Regions from separate parts of the Mus musculus genome. Here region 2 is linked to region 1. A link is a contact called in public promoter capture Hi-C data. All regions are on one chromosome and are shown on one strand. The core of a region is the stretch at or near the end of the contact, and the rest is flanking DNA. Distances in the headings are between cores, read along the strand shown.

Region 1 (7,931 bases), core at 902-3,401:
ATAGCAGGTAGGACATAAGTCAAATAAACTAGTTTGATAAAGCTCACAGATGCTATGGTAGTAGCGAACATCAAATACAGCCCTCCACTGTATGCATGCAAAGACACAAAGCAGGAAAGGGAGGGAGAACAACGCACTGCACTATGTAAGCCTGGCCTGAGGATTAAAATGGAGTTTCTTGTTTTGCGCCTGGAAAATACACAACTTGTTTGTACATATAATATAAATTACTGTTCTAATGTCCCTGAAGTCCGTCCAGCTGGGTAAATTCTAGATTAGAAGTTTTGCAAATTTTAATGAAGGTTGAGAAATATGGTCCTAGTTTAAATTAAGTAACAATACAAAAGTCCTCAGAGAAAACCATCATTTGTTATTTACTGACTGGACATTTATATTAAGCTATCAAGTAAGTGAGAATCTTATTTTGTTTTTGAGATATGGTTTCTTTATGTAACATCAGCTGTCCTAGGATTCAATCTGTAAACAAGGCTGGCCTCGAACTCTGATCAAACAGCTTCTGCCTCTGGAGTGCTGGGATTAAAGGCGTGTCACTACTGCCCAGCTGCAAGTGAAAATTTTAAAGGAATACCAAATAAGTTCTTATAGAGTATTACAGACAACTACTTAAAAATTTAAGCAAATACTTGGAATGAACAATTAGTCCTTCACACTATTACTTTTTCAAGTATAAATCTCTAAGACTGACAGATTATTCATGGTTAACTGGCTCTGCAATATTATAGGAAGTGGTAAGTGTAGACAGACTCAGAAGGCAAAGCACTTTTTAAGAGTTGGTTTACTTAGTGATGAAAAACTCACAGAGACGTTCTTAACACTTGAACTTGCTTCTCTCTCAAAACACACAAAAACAACTATTAGGCTTTGGTTTTAAATTATCATCTCAAAAGGCATGTTTTGTCCATAGGCATTAAAAATCTTAGTGTTCTGTTACATAAATTTAGTTCTATTTATCCTAACTTGAAAGAGTTTGTTTTTTTTTTTTAATTAATTAGAATGCTACTTGTCTGTACAGAAATACATATAAAGCTTTTTTTTTAATTTTTAGAATGAGGCAACATTTTAAATTCTGAAAAATATTAATCTAATAGATAATCCTGTTAAATTCTAGTTACTAACAATGTCTGAACTGTGTATACAGTCTGAGTTATTAACATGTTCTAAGACCACTGAGATTCATCTGCTTTATTCGCACACAAGAGCAGGAACTACAAGAACATCAGACCTAACAGCAGCAACACTAACATTATTTGAAAGACTGGTCTAAGGCAGAGCTTTAGAATAAATAAGAATTAGAGGAAATAAGAATTTCTCAAATTTTTGACCACTGCTGTTTCTGAATAGTGTTGTTACAAAAACAGCAATTTGCTGCATAGAATTCAACAACATTTCCCAAAAGCATACTTTACAGATAAGTTCAAACTTTATTTAAAACTACATTTTAAAGTTAACACACCAAATGTCACAATGAAGGGTGGGGGAGGGGGGGGTCAAGATCATAAGAAAGAAAAAACAGGACAAAAAGCAAAAGAAAAATCCCACAGTGTGTCAAGGTTTGAATCTGTCCAGGATTCAGATTCTAATGTTTTAAACTGCCATGGGCAGAAATTAGCACACCCATCAAAAATGCAGTGTCAAACTAATTTACATTTTATACAGATCAAAGCAAATGTTTATTTAGTGTCTTTTTTTTAAATGTGCTGACTATGTAAGAGAGTTAGATGAGTCTCTGAAGACATTTCATATACTCTGGGCTCCCACTGTTTCTGAAAAGAAGAATAATGATCAATGTTTTATAAATTAGTGAATTAAAATACTACTTACTAAAATTTACTTTTAAAATTCTTTTTCATAAAAGTTTTTACATTACATACAAGAACACAATAAAAAATGTGAATTTAGTTCAAATTCCCTGACAAAACACAGAATGAGTATTTGTTTTTCATGATGGGAGGCCAACCAAATATTTCTAAAAATACTCCATTAAAAGAAAAAGAAAGTAACTATTAAAAATGATTAAGTGCAAACAAGAGAAAAGTGGCTGGAAGAAAACAGAAGAGCTATCGACAATGTTCTTGAAAGACTTAAGTACATGAGGCTGTACCAAGAGGGAGGCAGCTGCACCTTCTCCCGAGGACAGACAGGCTGCCACCACTCTGGATGCCGTGTATTCAAGTGGCAGAACTGAGCTGAAAGGAGCAGCTCTGGTCTGTCTAAATGTTCACCACCCATGTCCAGAAACACAAGGGGAAAAAAATCTTATGGTTTTTAACTACCAATAGAGAAAAACAAAAGAAAATCCTTTTGATTTTGATACGAGGAATACTCGTGTGTGTGTGTGTGTGTGTGTGTGTGTATTTGGGAAACAAGGTATAATTACTACAATTATAATAATGTGTTTATCTAAATAAAAATTCATGATGTAAAAATAGGGGTTTTTACTTTCTACATCGAAGAAGGTTTAAGGATATTTAAAACAATACAGACAAAACCTCACAAATAATATGAGCGATGACAGGAGGGAAAATGGATCTCAACCCGTACTCTTCACAAGGGGATAAAAGATATTACATGAATTTTAAGCATTAAAAAAGTCATAAAGCATTAGTGTTAGCATTGCATCTAATACTTTATTAAACTAAAAATTTTAATAATAAAAAACATAATCTTACATAATTTGAAAAGAATAAAGGACCTGAATTCATTGACAGAACATCTCCTTTTTCAATAGTAGGCTTAGATTTTCTAAGAAGTAATAGTATATTTTCAAAAACTAAACTGGTAAGATCATGATTTTTCAATATAAAATTAAAATTGGTAACTTTTACCAGGTTCTTTCAGTATCTGAGAATTTCCAGCTAATTCTTCTGTCTGCATTTCACATATTTCACCAGATAAATGGTTTTTCTGTTCTTCTTCTATCATTTTCTTCCTTAGCTCTTCCTTTAGAACAAAAATTAAAAATATAATTTTCATCTCAGTATTTGTTATAAAGGCAAGCTTAGTTGAAGAGAGCCCCATACCTCTGAATAGACTGTCAGTTTGAGCGGCAAATCCTCAACTTTCACAAAGTCTTCTTCATCCGACTTTTGACTTATGTTACCAGACTCTGCTTCCTATGAGTAAGTTAGAGATAATGAAAAAAAAAGCTAACTACGGAACAAAACAAAAATCACAGCATGAGAGAACAAATTCCTGCAGGTCTCCGACCTTCACACACAATAGGACACTTGTATGTACATGCACACTCTCGACTAATTAATTAAATAAAATAAAATATTTTTGAAAGGGGTTGGAGAAACGACTCAGTAGTTAACCTCACTGGCTGCTCTTCTAAAGGACTCAGATTCAATTCTCAACACGGTGGCTCACAGCCATCTGCAACTCCAATTCCAGGGGAATCCAATGCCCACTTTTGACTTATATGGGCTCAGGACACATTCACATAAAATAAATAAATATTGCAAAAATGTTTTAAAGATTAAATCAAGCAATTTCAGATCTTTGAATACTTAAATGTACACAGCAGGAAAATAAAGCCATTTAAAAGTGTAAGTTTCGGGGCTGGTGAGATGGCTCAGTGGGTAAGAGCACCCGACTGTTCTTCCGAAGGTCCAGAGTTCAAATCCCAGCAACCACATGGTGGCTCACAACCATCCGTAACAAGATCTGACTCCCTCTTCTGGTGTGTCTGAAGACAGCTACAGTGTAGTTACATATAATAATAAAATAAATCTTTAAAAAAAAAAAAAAGTGTAAGTTTCTACGGATGTTTTTGAAACATTCCCTTTCTGAGCAATCTATAAGCTGTTACTATGAAAACATCTAAGAACAAAATCGATTTTAATTTTTAAGAAAGAACTGAAGGCACAGAGGCAGGAGGACCTACAGTCCCAGGATCGTCTGTGCCTATCCAGTTCCAGATTGGCCCAATCCACCAACAAATTCAAGAAACCAAGCCAAACAACAACAAGAGAGGGATGGATACACTGTACCCACTGGGGTTAAAATATTATGCTACATACTTTACATTTCTGCTAGGAAATTTTATATTAAAAAATATATGACCCAGACATCTGCAAACTAACCTGTTAGCTATAAAATTTAAATGAAATCAAGGTTCAGAGTAAAAAAACTACAGTACTTTTATTATAAGTGAAATTCCTTAGTACATTGTTATGTAATTTGCTATATAAAAATAATGACTCTGGTTCGAGGCCAGCCTGGTCTACAGAGTGAGTTCCTGGACAGCCAGGGCTACACAGAGAAACCCTGTCTCGAAAAACCAAAGGGGGGAAAATAATAATTAAAAAAATGACTCTGTCAAACAGGTTTCTGTCATACCCCAAATTTAAACCTTTAGGTATATCAAAGAATTTAAAAAATGCTCTAAATAGCTAAGAAGTTAAAAAAAAATAGCGTAAGAGATTAACTAATTTAAAATGTGTCATTAGCATTTCAGATATAAACATGAACTCTCTTAAAGTTGTCACCCACAACTAATTTTTTGGTTTTTAAAACTATAAAATCTGTCAGATTTTGAAATGGCCATTTAATTTATTATCCCTTTACTATCAAAGTAAGTTTTAAAGAATAAATGTTGACGGGTTCTAAACCTAAGCACAAAGTGTAGTTTGATTTATATATTCAATGTGTTACTCATGAAAATGAAATATTCAGACATTCAAAAGCAAACCTCTGTGGTAATGTAAAGACGACATACATAGTCATTCACTAACACTGGAGATTCAGTATCAGGGCTTCCAGCCAGAGAGCTCTCAGGCGTTTCCTGAGCAGACTTCACTTCTTTGACTCTAGGCACTAAGGTTTCACTTGCAGCCAAGGGTAATGGCAGAGGCTCAGGCTGTTTAGATGAATCAGTAGTAGTAAGCGAGTCCTTATGGGTAGCACTATTTAACTGTTGCTCATTTTCCAAGATATTGAGATAACAAGGTTTCACAGGAGAGCTGTCTTGATCATCTGCCATGAAAAGAAAGTCTCGGCATTAGAGGAATGAAGCATTTGTTCAATTTTACTCTGTAACACTAAGGACCAAATCTTTGAAAGAGTAATGATGACATGTAAGACAGAAAAGATCCCTATCCCTTCTCCCTACTCATGGTTCCCAAGTTAAGCCAACAGATTTAACTAGGAACATTTTAATTTAAATTTCTCAAGGCTGTTTTAAGACTAAAGCCCTAGAATGAATATTATTTTAAAACAAACTGAGACAAAACACAGCCCTCTCACTTGTACTGGATAAACAAACGTCTGTAAGGTAGTATCTGTCAAATGTCTGTAAGGTGTCGGGTCAAAGCCTGTGCTGCTGTCACAGGACGGGGCTCAGCTCCCAGCGCCACAGCAATCGGTTCACACTGTTCCGGATGGCCCAGTGCCCAGTGCCCTCTGAGGGCACTACATTCATGTGACACATGTACATAGACTAAGGTACATATGCATTTAAAAAAATGAATACATGGGAACTTGAGAGAGAGAGAGCACGCTCAGAGGTTAAGACTGCTCTTTCAAAGGTCCTGAGTTCAATTCCCAGCGGTTGCATGGTAGCTCACAACCATCTATAACAGGATCTGATGCCCTCTTTCTGATATGTCTGAAGACAGCTTCAGTGTATTCATATACATAAATAAAATCTTTAAAAAAAAAAGGAATACACAAACTGAGCAAGGGTCCCATGTCTTTAACCCCACAATGCAGGAAACAGACAGACAGATCTCTCAAGGTGGATTTATATAGAGACCCTGCCTCAAAATAAATACACAAACACGTAAATGGAAAATAATTGCTAGTTAGAGGCACAATATGGGTGCATGCATGCACCTGCAATTCGATGACTCAGGAGGGTGGAGGCAGGAGGATTGAGGTTATCTTCAAACTCTTCAAGGCCATCCTGGGCTACATGAGATCCTGTTTCAAAACACTATACTAAATGAAACAACAAAGATTAATCAATCACTCTTTTCTTACATTTTTCTTTTATAAAATATAGGCCAGAAGAACAAAGATAGGCATCAAGTCCAAAATGCCTTTACACGTACTTATATTAGCTACAAATTAAAAACTACTTTTTTAGTTTAAGGACAAAGAAAATATGTTAAAGAACCAAAGTTAGGGTAGTTTAGATTTCTTACTCTTACTAGTTGGTTCTTGGTCTGATGGTACATTTGTACTTTCTGGTGTTTTTTCAAGATCATGTTGCAGAATCTAAAAGAGAAATATGTTTTAATAGTAAGAAGACCTTAAATTATATGTTCCCTATAGAGAAAAATAATGCTGTGTGGTTTGTATCCAACCCCAGGGCTATAACACAGGAACATAACAGCATCTAAAGAGTTTCAAGGAGGATTTAGTTAACAATGAAAACCATTTGCATTGAAAACACAAAAGAATTTACATGACAGGACTAAAACAGAGCCTACAAGTTTTTATTACTTTTCTCGGGAATCTTCTCTCAAAATTAAAGGATACATTTGTAACCTTAGAGTGAATTACACAGAAGTGAGAAAGAAGAGCCAGATGAACAAAGTCAAAGCAGAGTGTGAGAGTCATCCCACAGAGGAAGCCCGCCCCAGCACTAGGGAGGACTGTGAAGGTAGGCAGTGGTTGATGGTGACAAGGCGTGATGCCGGTAGTAGTTCTAGTCTCTCAAGGACGGGCCATTTCTAGTTTTCATGGGAGATTACATTTTAGACCTGAATTAGCTTCACAGAAAAGGCAGGAGTACAGGGAGGTAGAATCTTTAAAAAATGTGTAAGGACATAGTTTAAAAAAAAATCACACTGAAAATAAGGGTTTATTTAGTTAGTGTAAGTCTACATCATGGTGGAATACCTAACGTGATCCATTTAACTTAAGAATACCAGCAACAAAACTTCTATGACCAACGGTGGAGAATGGAGAACATTTTTTGAAGAAACCACTCCAAGGAAAGTACCAGCAAAGACCAACAACTGGGACTTTCTATCAGAATGCAATCTGTCCACAAAAAATGCCTTATAGAGAAACTCCAAGGAAACTAAGTCGTTTATTTCAAAATATGTATATGAGTGTGTATATCTCACATATAGAATATATCTCTATAAATCTTAAAACACTCAAGGTTCGGCAGATACCTAACAACAGAAGAAACTGTATCAGGTATAGTCTCTTGGGCTAAAGTAAAGGCAAAAAAAGAAATGATTTATGCTTGTTACATACTATTCTAATTCGTGACCAAGAGAAAAATATGAAACTTTAACTAAAAATTCAGGTCTTCATCGAGTGTGGTGGTGCACGCCTTTAATCCCAGCACTCGGGAGGCAGAGGCCAGCCTGGTCTATAAGAGTAAGTTCCAGGACAGCCAGGGATATACAGAGAAACCCTGTCTCGAAAAACCATTAAAAAAAAAAAAATCAGATCTTCTAAAGTTATCCTATAGTTTTACAACTTGTTACAAAGAAGAACTTAAAGATTATTAGATATAAAATAAAACCAGTGCTTCAGATTTTTTTTGCGTTTGAGACATGGTCTCTTTCTGTAGCTCTGGCTTGCCTTGAATTCATGAGAGATCTGCACACGTTTGATTCCAGAGTGCTGGGATTAAATACAAATGCCACAGGCTGGCATGTTTCAAATCTAAATATATATACTAATTTTTTAATAAATATTTTTTAATCCCTGAAAATAACAATGGGAAAAAAGTATACACTTTAACAGCTTTCAGAAGGCTCTTGTTTCAATAGCTGAAATATTTGTAACAACTACCTGACTGTCATGTTCATTTTCTTCTGTAGTTTCAGTGTTAGCCTGAAGTGAAGTCTGGATGTCCACAGGACTCTCTTCAAAGTCTTCCATTTCTTCATCCTCATTCTCATCTTCTCCACTTCCATAATTAGTTAAAGCCTGACTTTCAGCTT
Region 2 (6,904 bases), core at 2,001-4,500, 86 kb before region 1:
TCTTGTGAGACTATGCCGGGCCCTAGCAAACACAGAAGTGGATGCCCACAGTCAGCTAATGGATGGATCACAGGGCTCCCAATGGAGGAGCAAGAGAAAGTACCCAAGGAGCTAAAGGGATCTGCAACCCTATAGGTGGATCAACATTATGAACTAATCAGTACCCCGGAGCTCTTGACTCTAGCTGCATATGTATCAAAAGATGGCCTAGTCGGCCATCACTGGAAAGAGAGGCCCATTGGACACACAAACTTTATATGCCCCAGAACAGGGGAACGCCAGGGCCAAAAAGGGGGAGTGGGCGGGTAGGGGAGTGGGGGTGGGTGGGTATGGGGGACTTTTGGTATAGCATTGGAAATGTAAATGAGCTAAATACCTAATAAAAAATGGAAAGAAAAAAAAAAAAAGAAAAAGAGGCCATAAATTTGAAAGAGAGTAAGAGGGGAGTATAAACATGGAGGCTTTGGAGGGAGAAAAGAAAGGGGGAAATGATGTAATTATTTTATAATCTCCAAAATAAAAATAAAATGTAGGGGGCTGAAAAAAAAAAAAAAAAAAAAAAAAAAAGAATGAACTTAAACAGAAGCTCAAGGACAATTCTATTAGTGTTCAAAAGAAAAACTCCAGAGCAAGAAGCATGACAGTTCTTCATAAATAGTAACATTAGGGGAATAGAGAAAACCATTGTTTGTGAGAAGCCGGTGTGGTGGAAGTGGGGGCGGTTTTAGAGAAAGAAAAAAGAAAAGAAAAGGAAAAGGAAAAATCCCAGAGTGACTGAGGAAGCTTGCTCAGGATGAGCTGAAAGAGATGGGGAAAAGGAAAAGTTACAGGAAAGGAAAGGCATTATCTCACTACAGGGATAATTATTTCTCTGGTCTCTTTACCCAAGGCTTAAGGTAAATTAGCCTTTGCTTTTTGGGGAATGGTCTCTGCCTGGTGAATGATAAGCCCAGATTTATTAACTCATAATCTTGGTTAGCTAGAATGTTAGGTCTCACTGGGCAATGGTGGGGGTGGGCACACACCTTTAATCTCAGCAGAGGCAGTCAGATCTCTTTAAGATTTGAGGCCAGCCTGGTCTACAGAGCAAGCTCCAAAACAGCCAAGGACACCCAGACATCCCCTGTTTCAAAGTGGGGGGAAGATTTTAGGTCTCTACCTAAGAACAGAGATTCTGGGGGCTGGAGAGATGGCTCAGCGCTTAAGAGCGCTGAGTGCTCTTCTGAAGGTCCTGAGTTCAAATCCCAGCAACCATATGGTGGCTCACAACCATCCACAACGAGATCTGGCACCCTCTTCTGGGGTGTCTGAAGACAGCTTACATATTAATAAGTAAATAAATCTTTAAAAAAAGAGAGAGAAATTTTATCTTATTTTCCAAAGGAAAGTGTCTCTTCCTTAATGGACTTCTATAGAGCTCTGATCAAGACTACTGTGGCATTGCCTCTCTTAAGCCATAACCCCAGCATCATTTATGGGATGGGCTAAACCTGAGGATGAGACAAGACCTATTTCACCAAGAAAAGCCAAAGATCCAGTTCCAGAAAAGATTAGTGCCTTGAGCTTTGGTCGCGCTCTCAGGTCATCTCCAGGTAAGGATGCTCTTTCAGAAGTTAGAAGACACCCAGCTCCCTTCTGGTGTTCTTGGGAAAAGCGTGGTCATTCCTGCTTGTGCAGTTTTCCAGGGCCTTACCCTAAACTGCATGCTCTGTTCCTATCACAAAGCCAGGTCCCCAGCACCAGAAAAGACAAGACAAAGATAAAGAGAGTTAAATCAGATACTTTTAAGCAATAATCATTGGCTGAGTTACAAATAACAGACCCTGTATTTATTTGCTGGATAGGGAGAAGTACTTGCAAAAGTGTTTCCTGTATGAGGTTGTGGGCAGTTTCTGTGCAAGGTTGGAGTTCAGGCAGTATCTTTGTGATAGTTTTGTCAAAAATATCTTCTATTTGCTAGATGTAATCGCCATCTCAGAGGCTTGCTGCTGAATAAACTCACCCTTTCCACTCCTTTCTAAATTCTGGCTGGCTGATTCAGCTAATCTATTCTGGCTTCAACTCCTCTCCAAGCTGACTGATTTTCATCTGGCTTCTCTCCGTGTCTCCTGAGTTGCTCTGCTTGCCCTCAAACTAACTCTGGTAATCTATTCTAATCTTCTGGCTTCTCATTCTCTGGCTTTAACTGCCTCTGCTGACCTTCACTGAACTGCAGGAGCTCATGAAGGAACTCACTCAACTCCACTGTACTGTACTCGCCACTCTGACTCCCCACTGACTGACAAGCGCTAAAGACTGAACTTGCCCCTGACCTGAATAGCTTCTCTCTCTTGTGCCACTCAGATGAGCGTTGAGCATATTCTGTCAAATCTCCCTCTGATTCACCACTTTGTTTGCCCCTCAATTAGACATCGTTGTTTAGGATTAAAGGTGTGTACTAAGTGTGTGTCTGGATTCCAGCCAGATCACACAGACCTAGAATATCTTTGCACGTCATCCCTTGCCAGAGCTGCCATCAATCATTCCTTCAAAAGTGTTTTATATTTGTCAAGTGTTGACAAAGCCATTCCATTTTTTGATTCTAACAGCATTCATGTTTCTTTCACAAAAACCAAAGATCACACAGAAGCTGTATCAGCGGTGCATTGTTTGTAATGGAAGGGAGTTATAACATTGCGGGGAAGATTGGAGGAGGCAAAAGGAATACGCACTTGGCTGGATCAAGACTACAGGGAAAGACAGTATTCGGTGTGGAGACCAAAGTCTCTTCAGCACTTGCGATAGAAACCAGTAGTTAGCAACTATACATTGTATCATTCCTCAATTGTTTCTTGTGTGTTACTCATACACAATACACGAGTAAAACATGTACAACACAACTAACAACTCTGGAGCCAGAGTCGTTGATAAAGTTGCCCGAAGCCAAGGCTGTGACCCACGCCTCCACAGAACACACATCTCGGTTTCTCTGTGCAGGCCCAGTCTGGCGGGTTGCCGGGTACTTGGTGCGATGTCCGCTGCAAAGAGAGTGGGCAGATAGATTTGATCCTTTCAACATCTGGCTCATCCAATCCAGGTATGGTCTTTACAACCTCGGCAGCAGGAAACTGTTGGATACCTTCGCTTCCACCAGGGGGCGTCTCTATAAGTTTTGCCTGGTTTGGGGGGGAAAAAAAACCGCGAACATCCGGGACTTCGCCGCAGGAACGCTGACGTGATTGGACCCTCCACGGCCGCCGTAGTGCATCGGAAGCAGTAAACAGGAAGCCGGAGAATCGTAGCCTTGGGTTGAAGAAGACCGAGAGTTCCTCGGGGACTCGCTCAGCTCCGGCCGTTAGAGCCACTTCCTCCTCCTCCCAGTCCTACGGAAGCTCTGCCAGAGGCTGCCACTTCAGCGAGCCGGGCCATGGCCGAATATTCCTATGTAAAGTCCACCAAACTCGTGCTCAAGGGCACTAAAGCCAAGAGGTGAGGCGGCGCTCGGGAGGGAGGCGCGGTTCTCAGTGCATCCATCCCCGGGGCTCAAGGGACGGGGTAGCCAAGCCACCCAGGACACTCAGACCTGCGTGGACAGCCTCCCCGACACTTCTTAGCTGACGCTGCGTGGCCGGGGATCCCCCGAAACGGAGAGACCAGGAGTCCTACTTTTGCCCCCCCCCCCAGGCCTCCCCCTGCCTGCCTTGATAACTTGCTTTAAGGAAAGTTTTTTTTTCCACCGGTCTTTCCTGCAAATGGAAAAAGCAAGCGGACAAACAAAAACGCCCTGATTCTCTGCAGTGTAATATGTAGGGGGCAGGCAAAGCTGCATCATAGTGTGAGTCGGGACCTTGAATTCGCACCGGTGATGGGTTGATGGTTCGTTTGCTGATTTATTAGACGCTGGTTCTTGTTCCTCGAGACTATAAAAAAGAGTTATGAGAACTGAATGAGACAGCCAACTCAGAATATAACAGCCAAGTGGAGGCATGTGGGTGTGATTTATAGTTAGCCCTATAGAGAAAGATATCTTGCCCGATCCTATTTCCGTCCTCTTGAAGGATCTAGCCAAAGTTGAACACTTTATTTCCTGTATCACCGCTGAAGCAGTTTCAACAGGTACTTGTCAGCGAGCTTCGTGCTGAATGAGCTCGGAGCTTTATCCTGACCGAATCTGAAACTGTTTAAAATTTAGAATTTGCTTCTGAAGATGTTGTCGATAAAATACAAAGAAGTTAAGACAGCAGTTATTAAAACCTATGTAGTGCTTTCCATGTTTCCATGATTGGTTCTTTGTTTTTTTGAGACAAGGTTTCTCTGTGTAGTCCTGGAACTTAACTCTGTAGACTAGGATAGCCATGAACTCAGACACTCACCTGCCTCACCTCCCCCACCCCACCAACCCCCAAGTGCTGGGATTAAAGGCTTGGGCTGCAACCACAGCAAGGCTCAGAATTTGTTGTAAGCACTCTGAATAATCACTTTTCCCCTAAGATCTCTCCTCGTGTTTCCATTTATGGAGCTGTAATTCATAAGCCATAAACTCCTTTTAAAGTGTACAGCTAGTGGGGTTTAGTATATTTACGAGTTCACCACTATTTAGTCAGTAAGCATTTTGCCACTCCAAAGGAGACTGTTTAACCAACCATTAAATAGTCACACCCTTCTGCCCGCCCTTCCAGCTTCTGTCGACTGCTTTCCAGCTATAAGGATTTACTTGTTATGAATATGTTATGCCTGTGGAATTAAATAGTACATAGCCTTCTATGTTTGGCTTCTTTCACTTAGGTTGCTGTTGAGACAGGATCTCCGTACGTAGCTCTGGTTGGCCTGGAACTCACAGAGATCCACCCGTGTGCTGGGGGCTGCTGCTGTGTGCTATACCTGGAACTCACAGAGATCCACCCGTTTGCTGGGGGCTGCTGCTGTGTGCTATACCTAGCTTCTTGCTCTTCGTTTTGAAGAGCAATCCATCCTGTGGGCTGTGTGTTTGTTCTGTTCTGTGACTGAATGATACTATTTTTATTATGTTCTTTCTTCATTTGATGAGTGTTTTCTGCTAATGACAATGATGCTATCAGTTTTCTGGTTTTTGTGGACATACTTTTTTCATTTCTCTTGGATATCTGCGCGCACACACACACACACACACATGTGTGTGTGTGTAGAATTACCTAGGGTGTTATTTTTGATAACTCAGTGTTTAGCTTTTTGAGAAATGCTTTACAACAAGGCTGTCTTTAGTTAAGGGTTCTATTACTCTGATAAAACAACTTGACCAAAGACATGGGGTAGGGAGAGGGGTTATTTCAGCTTACTTCTGCTTTGCAGTCTGTCGTCTGGGAAATGAGGGCAGAAGCAGCTTCTCGGTGTTTTAAACCAAACATCTGTAAATTGTAAAAGATCGTTTATCCGTAGGTCACTCATAGAGCTGGAATGACTCCTGAGTTCTCACCTTGTAGTTCTTAACACATAACAGTATGTCCAAGTCCATGCATACATCTTTTTTCCCCTTTAGTAAAAAGAAAAAGAGCAAAGATAAGAAGAGAAAACGGGAAGAAGACGAGGAGACCCAACTTGATATTGTGGGTAAGCCACCTCAGTTCTTTTTATTTTTTAATTTTTTTCTCTCTAGAACCTCTTTTATTAGGGCACTAATCCCATTTTGAGAGCTTGACCATCACAAACGAATCTCCTCTCAGTGTTGTGACCGCTGCCGAGCTCCAGAGCATTGGTGACAAGGTTTCAGCATGTAAAATTTGGAGATGATACGAACATCCAGACTATGGCATGACTGAGATTTGAGGTTCCTATAATTCTCACTTGCCTTACAATATTCTTAGAATTTATCCAAACGTTAACAAAGTCTAGAAATCCATCCTAGCTCGAAGCTGCACTGTCGTTTATTGTATGAAATGTTAGCATCTCTTATTGTTCCACTTGAAGTGTTTTCTGAGTCAGAACTGATGGTCTGCTTGTCAGGTCACCAGATAAGACTTTTCTTCCTCACCGTAGGAACCCCACAGTGGGCCAGAGACTCCATTGAGACTGATCCCCAACTTTAAAGGCCTGTCAGACAAAAGTACTGTCATCTGCACATCATTTTCTTTGGAAGCACATAAACTGTGGTGACGAGTCTGCAATTTCTTTGTTTCCAAAGGAAGTATAATGTAGCAAATTAATTATCACATACCCTGAAATGAATGAGAATCCTAAACACAACAGAACATCAAGGCCCCTATAAGTGGTTCTAGAAGCACTTGCAAATCCATAGCCAATACCTTCTGTTTTCCTGCCCTATGTGTACCTATACTTTCAGTCAAATTTCTTGTTTATTAAAACTGGGCAAGCTAAATTTTGAAACTTTGGCCAAATAAAACCACAGGTAATAGTATGTGTGGCCGTGGCCAGGCCTGGCAGCCCGATGTGGGTCCCAGGGATAGAAGGAGAGAAGTGGCTTGCACAAGTTGTCCTCTGTCTGACTTGTACACACACTGACAGACAAACACATGGACGCAAATAAATGTAATAAGAAATTTTTAAAAAGTAGGCAATGGTGTAAAGTTACGATGTAGGAAACCTCACATCACTTGAAAAAAAGCCGTTCTAAAATAATAGAATTCTGTAATTGGGGTCAGGATCAGGGGTAGGTATGTGTCTGCTGACCTGCTGTTTCTTACCATAGGTGAGTAATTAATGGTATTAGAATGTGCCAAATTGTTCTAAATGGTGTTGCTGTTTTAATGTCCTACCAGGGATAGAAAAATGTTGTCTGCTGCAGGTCCTGGGAAGTAAGCAGCCTTTCTCTCACACCGCTGCCTTTGGTTTTCTTTACACTGCTTGTCTGCTGAGCTGGTCTCTAGTTTTCCTCCGACTTGTTAACTGTTTTCTCTCATAGTTGCTGCCTTTTAGGTCTTTATTTAGCTTA

Evidence for each region. Promoter capture Hi-C pulls out the DNA fragments that hold promoters and counts their contacts.
Region 2: a promoter capture Hi-C map of the C10 cell line shows a contact between it and region 1. The contact joins the promoter of Frg1 here to the enhancer-like site in region 1. A contact is called at or near these places in 13 of 39 promoter capture datasets (the C10 cell line, the HPC-7 cell line, embryonic stem cells and 6 more), 29 of 484 Hi-C or Micro-C datasets (the C10 cell line, CD4 T cells, CD8 T cells and 21 more), 9 of 115 datasets of contacts at active chromatin or transcription factors (the 230-238 cell line, bone marrow-derived macrophages, embryonic stem cells and 2 more) and 4 of 9 other capture datasets (adipose tissue, embryonic stem cells, liver and 1 more).

Annotation. Positions count from the first base shown.
Region 1 is chr8:41,325,836-41,333,766 of GRCm38.p6, reverse strand. Pcm1 (pericentriolar material 1) reads right to left here. Exons shown (of 38, transcript NM_023662.3): 33 at 7,780-7,931; 34 at 6,168-6,240; 35 at 4,742-4,998; 36 at 3,042-3,134; 37 at 2,847-2,961; 38 at 1-1,784. The coding sequence ends at 1,759. Among named protein-coding and RNA genes, the nearest start is that of Asah1, 45 kb to the left of the region's middle. Within about 2 kb of position 2,151, at least 2 of the 459 cell types and tissues checked have an H3K27ac peak or open chromatin away from gene starts, as enhancers often do.
Region 2 is chr8:41,413,464-41,420,367 of GRCm38.p6, reverse strand. Frg1 (FSHD region gene 1) reads left to right here and starts at 3,250. Exons shown (of 9, transcript NM_013522.3): 1 at 3,250-3,468; 2 at 5,495-5,565. The coding sequence starts at 3,407. Gm50494 (a long non-coding RNA gene) reads right to left here and starts at 3,242. Exons shown (of 2, transcript XR_003947538.1): 1 at 3,119-3,242; 2 at 2,633-3,017.